2 separate regions of the Hordeum vulgare genome follow, and region 1 is linked to region 2. The links are chromatin contacts, called in public Hi-C maps. All regions are on one chromosome and are shown on one strand. The core of a region is the stretch at or near the end of the contact, and the rest is flanking DNA. Distances in the headings are between cores, read along the strand shown. Region 1 has its middle 7.7 kb from the start of LOC123440107. Region 2 holds the start of LOC123444132 (DNA ligase 6).

Evidence for each region. Hi-C and Micro-C count contacts between places; a contact is called where the count stands out from the background.
Region 1: a Hi-C map of seedling shows a contact between it and region 2, with 1.9 times the contacts expected there. The contact joins the enhancer-like site here to the promoter of LOC123444132 in region 2. A contact is called at or near these places in 1 of 6 Hi-C or Micro-C datasets (seedling) and 1 of 1 datasets of contacts at active chromatin or transcription factors (embryo).

Annotation. Positions count from the first base shown.
Region 1 is chr3H:437,670,053-437,672,752 of MorexV3_pseudomolecules_assembly, reverse strand. No RefSeq gene overlaps it. Among protein-coding and RNA genes, the nearest start is that of LOC123440107, 7.7 kb to the left of the region's middle. Within about 2 kb of position 1,427, at least 3 of the 3 cell types and tissues checked have open chromatin away from gene starts, as enhancers often do. A contact at or near this core is called in seedling, where this site is marked.
Region 2 is chr3H:437,427,586-437,430,285 of MorexV3_pseudomolecules_assembly, reverse strand. It overlaps LOC123444132 (DNA ligase 6), which reads left to right and starts at 1,407. Exons shown (of 20, transcript XM_045120750.1): 1 at 1,407-2,700. The coding sequence starts at 1,433.

The DNA of each region.
Region 1 (2,700 bases), core at 178-2,677, 240 kb before region 2:
GATCGCCGTTAACGCCTGACGATCCGTCCGGTACTTTGCCGCGCCCTTCGCGTACTCGGCGCCGCCGGGATCGACAGCTTCCCAGAATTCCGCTCCCTCCATCGCGACCTCCATGTTCATCACCCATAGTGCGTAGTCCTCTCGATCCAGCCGGGGGAATTGCGACCCCCCAACCATCGGCATCGGTGCTCTAGCTCCCGCCACAACGATCTCCTTGCCCGGGTTTGACATGATCCTTCGATTGCTTTCCGAAGATCACGTCAATAAACCAAGCTCTGATACCAATTGTTGGCACTGACCCTGTACGACACGTACGTCTCTCGTAGACGATTACTTTCCGTCGAGAGCACACAAGCAGTCGTCGAGCCAGCCGAGTGCTTTCCGACCGTAGCGTATGTAGACGTACAAAGCTAACCTGCTAAGCAGGCAGGCAGGCAGGCACCTGGATGGATTCTCACGTAGCAGATGTGAGCTAGCTTGCACAACCTCAAGGCTGATCGAACCACCAAGATCAAAGCAATACAATCAAAGGCTCGATACGAGCCTCTGGCAATCATCTCGGCGTCTTCAGTGTTTTCGTGTGCGTGTTCCGTTGCTTGAACCGGTGCTGGTTCGATCAGCCTTGAGGTTGTGCAAGCTAGCTCACATCTGCTACGTGAGAATCCATCCAGGTGCCTGCCTGCCTGCCTGCTTAGCAGGTTAGCTTTGTACGTCTACATACGCTACGGTCGGAAAGCACTCGGCTGGCTCGACGACTGCTTGTGTGCTCTCGACGGAAAGTAATCGTCTACGAGAGACGTACGTGTCGTACAGGGTCAGTGCCAACAGGTGGTTCATCGGTATCCGGCGACGGCAACAACATGATATCACTCCTACGACCACATCAAGGTTAGGCACTTCCGCCCTGGTTTAAGATTCTACAACCGTATTAAGAGTAATTACCACTCGGACGTCGCTGCTCCACTCAATAACAATCTCTCCACCTGCTCTATTTGGATTTGTTTTCAGCCTAACCTAGTTAAACCCTCATTGACGCTGGTTTTAAACTTGCTAAACCATTTTTTCTCCCGTCTTAATGATTTTCAAGCAAATAGACTTTCTGACAACTTGTTCAAGATGACCGTTAGCTCCCTTGTAGTACGCGCTGAAGTGTTGCTTTCTAATGTGCTCGATATCAAATGCCTCTCCCTACACCTATTTGACTGCCCGCAAGTGGCTCATGATCATCTCTAGTTCATAAGTACAGCCTCCCTTCCCATCGACTGCTCGGCCACTATTGTTACACCGCCCTCTGTACTAGGCCCGCACCCATCAGCCACCAAAAAAATGCTTCTAACCTGCTGCCTTTGACCACACCATCCCTCTCCTATCCCTCTACTCATTTCGGAGACGCAACCAGGTCCGGACAAATGACGGCGACCGAGGACGAAATCTCACCTACCCGGCCCTCAAACCCACGCTCCCATGCCCCTGACCAGATTCACCCTACGCATGCGTGCACTCTGCATCGCCGCGCCCGCAGTTGCACCCCGCTGACATCTCCTTTTCAGCCAAGGCAGCCCATCAAGTCCACTCTCATCCCCACCCCTGCAACGTACCCCACTGCGCGCATGTCATCCATGCCGCCTATACAGCAAACTCCAACCCTGACGCTGTTGCATGCTCATCCCCAGCTGAGACACCCTGCATGCTCATCCTCATCACTCCAATCAGCAGGTACGAATAACACTCTCCTCCCTCTTTTTCAGCACCAAAACAACATGCTGCCCCAAGAATCTTATGATCACACCACCCCGTGCTCGAACTTGACCTCTCCTACCCCTGCAGCTGCTCAGCTCTCTGCCATCCCCTCTCATGCCACGCCCATCACGCGCGTACACTCGCCAAACGAAGTGGCTGAACAATGCGCTACCCCCTCCTACAAAGACGCTCTGCTATCTTCCCCACCCTCAGCCAGCCCTCACTACCAGCCCTCACCAACCACTCTCGCTACTGTGGAGCCTATAAACTACCCCTCCTCTCCTACTGCCAGCCCTCACTACCAACCCTTCCACTCGCGCCTTGACCGCCAACACAAGCCTCGCTGCTTCCGCTGCCTCGCCTCCGATCACATAGTCGAGTTCTGCGGCGACCCCGTCCGGTGCGCTCGTTGCTGGCGTTCGGGGCACCGCAGTCCTCACTGCCGCTCTGTTAGACACCTCCATTACTTCCCGCCTCTTCCCTCCAAGCCATCCCTAAATCCCTCCTCCACGTGCAGTGACATGGCCCGCAATGCTACCTCCACCCGCCCTAGTCCTGCGAGCAATGCTCCGGCTGTTATCATCCCGGGTGTCCCTATCGTTGTCTACGCCCCTGGACGAACTTCCGCGCCTTTGCTCGGCGTTCCTGATGCGGCTGTCGGCTTGCTTCGTGGGCAGCCGGCCAACGCTGCCACTCCGGTGCCACTGTCGTTGGATGGTGAAGCCCTGCGTCATCGCCTCCACGACATTCGCACTGCTAACTCTTTCACCCCAGTCACCACGACGAGGCCCCCTCTCCTGCTGCCACGCCACTTGCCCCGCCTCCTCCTCTGTCTATCCCCATTGTCCCCCCCCCCCCTTCGTGCATCCTTCAGTGTCCACGCCGCTTCGCCTTCGCCCACCTGCGCGACGCCGTCCACAACCCCTCCGGCATCATCCGTCAGGTGCTGCAGACTGTCGG
Region 2 (2,700 bases), core at 158-2,657:
AAACACAATATAATTAAGAGGCGTGTGACATGTGTTTTATTTTCCAACTGAAACACAAAATACGTCTATTTCGCTCTTTAGACAATCTTTTTTATTGTGTGTGCGTGTTGCACACTTAATTATGGTATGACCCTGAATGGAATTGCACAAAGCAAATGCATTATGACCCGATGTTTAATTTATCGGACCATGTATAAATTGTGAGTTGCTTCTGGTTTGATCAACATTGTTCCTTTGTACGTTTACATGGTTACTGATTTTGTGACTATTTGTCAATTAATTTGTCAGCACCGACGATTAGTGATTTTCATACACCCTTGCAGCGAAGAAGTAGAGTAGCAGAGAAAAGCTTCAAGACACTTCAAATTATATAGAAGACATTCAGATGGCTGGATTTACACGATGCGTCATATGTTGGATCAAATTCTCGGAATGATCTTTATGTATTCCTTTTCTTTTATACGACTATGTTGTGAAAACAAGAACTAAGACTGTAGTGGCATGATGGTTGAAAGATGTGCCTTTTTTCTTTGACGCTTCCCCAATACTACTCTTTCATTCTCTCATGCTTCTGAACTCTCAAGTTACCATTTCATGTTCTGTTTTCGTATTATCAAGTCCTAATTTAGTATTCCCTCTGTAAAGTAATATAAGATCTTTTAGATCATTAATTAGTTATCTAAAAGATCTTATATTACTTTATAGAGGGAATACTCCTTCACATTCGTATTAACCCATTAAACGTCGCGTGAAGTGTGCCCAACCAGCTATATCACATGGCGCAAGCCGGTTGACCGTGGTTAGAATCTTTTAGAAATATTTTCAGATGAAGGTGAGGATTATTTTTTAAATGTATTTTTTTCGATGAAAGTGAGGACCTTTAGTATTTTTTAAATGAAGGATTATGCAAAGTGGCGTTCACTGGGTAAGCTGTTTTTTAGTTGAAGATGAGGATTTTGTTTCTAAGATATTTTTTTAGACATAGGCGAGGACTATGTATTTTTTTTAAATAAAAACGTACGCAAAGCTTCCGGCGCCACCGGGTGGCGCCCCAGTCACTAGTTACACAACAAAGGGTACCTTAGCTGCGGCCAGATCCGAGATGGAGAGAATGGCAATATTGACAAGCGAGACATAACATTTTTTTTCTAGACAGGACGAGAACATGGGCTTGACCTGGTCGTCTTTTTCACCTTGTTGAACAAGGGGCTGGAGGCCCATATAACCAAATTTTACAAATTTCTTTCCCAGAGGAAAAAAAAACACTTGTTGGAAAACCGCCGCGGCGCCGAGCCGAACCTCTTCACGGACCCAGCAGGCCAGCAGCCACCGTCCTCCACCCCCGCCACCACCGCACCATGCGTTTCCTCGCCGCCGCCGCCGCCGCCGCCGCCGCCACGCCGCCCAAACCCTAAACCCTCCACCAAAACGAATGGCGTCCCTCCTCTGCTCCCCCGCCTCAAAATCGCTCTCCGTCACCACCTCCGCACTCTTCCTCTCCTCGCTCGCGTCGCTCTCCCCCGCCCATACCCATCCCCTCTCCGCCTCCGCCGCCACCCCGCCCGTCCCGGCCTCCGTCCCCCCCACCGCGCTCATCCCTAACTCTCACTTCCTCGTCGACGCCTTCCGCCACGCCGGCGACTTCTCCGTCGCCTACTTCCTCTCCCACTTCCACTCCGACCACTACGCCGGCCTCGGGCCCTCCTGGCGCCGCGGCCTCGTCTTCTGCACCGCCCCCACCGCCCGCCTCCTTGCCTCCGTGCTGTCTGTGCCGCAGGAGCTCATCGTCTCCATTGACATTGACGTCCGCATCACCGTTGATGGCTGGGGCGTTGTCGCCGTCGATGCCAACCACTGCCCTGGGGCCGTCCAATTCCTCTTCACCTCCCCTGGAACAAACCCGGAGAGGTATGTGCACACCGGCGACTTCCGGTACACGCACTCCATGAGAAGCAACCCTAATCTGCTGGAATTCGTCGGTGCTGATGCGCTATTCCTGGACACCACATACTGTAACCCCAAATTTACATTTCCTTCTCAAGAGGAGTCACTAGAGTATGTTGTGAACACGATAAAGCAGGTGAAGGAGGAGAGTGGGGTGGCTGGAGAGCGCGTCTTGTATTTGATCGCTACTTATGTTGTGGGCAAGGAGAGGATTTTGCTGGAGGTTGCAAGGCGCTGTGGGTGCACGATCCATGTGGATAGTAGGAAGATGGAGATTTTGACAGAATTGGGGTTTGGTGGGGAGAAGGGAGTTTTTACTGAAGACCCTGCAGCAACAGATGTGCATGTCATAGGGTGGAATATTTTGGGGGAGACATGGCCCTATTTTCGGCCGAATTTTGTGAAAATGAAGGAGATCATGTTGGAGAGAGGGTACACCAAGGCAGTTGGGTTTGTACCAACCGGATGGATGTACGAGACCAAGAAGGAAGGGTTCGCAGTTAGAGTGAAGGATTCGCTCAAAATACATCTTGTACCTTATAGTGAGCACTCGAGCTATGATGAGCTGCGGGACTATGTGAAGTTCTTGCACCCAAAACGGGTAATTCCCACCGTGGGAGTAGATGGTGGGAAGCTTGATGGTAAGGAGGCAATTGCTTTACAGAAACATTTTGTGGGACTGGTGGATGAGACAGCAAACAAACACGAGTTCCTGATGGCATTCCATCGAAGATCCACATGTGCTTCTCTTAGCCA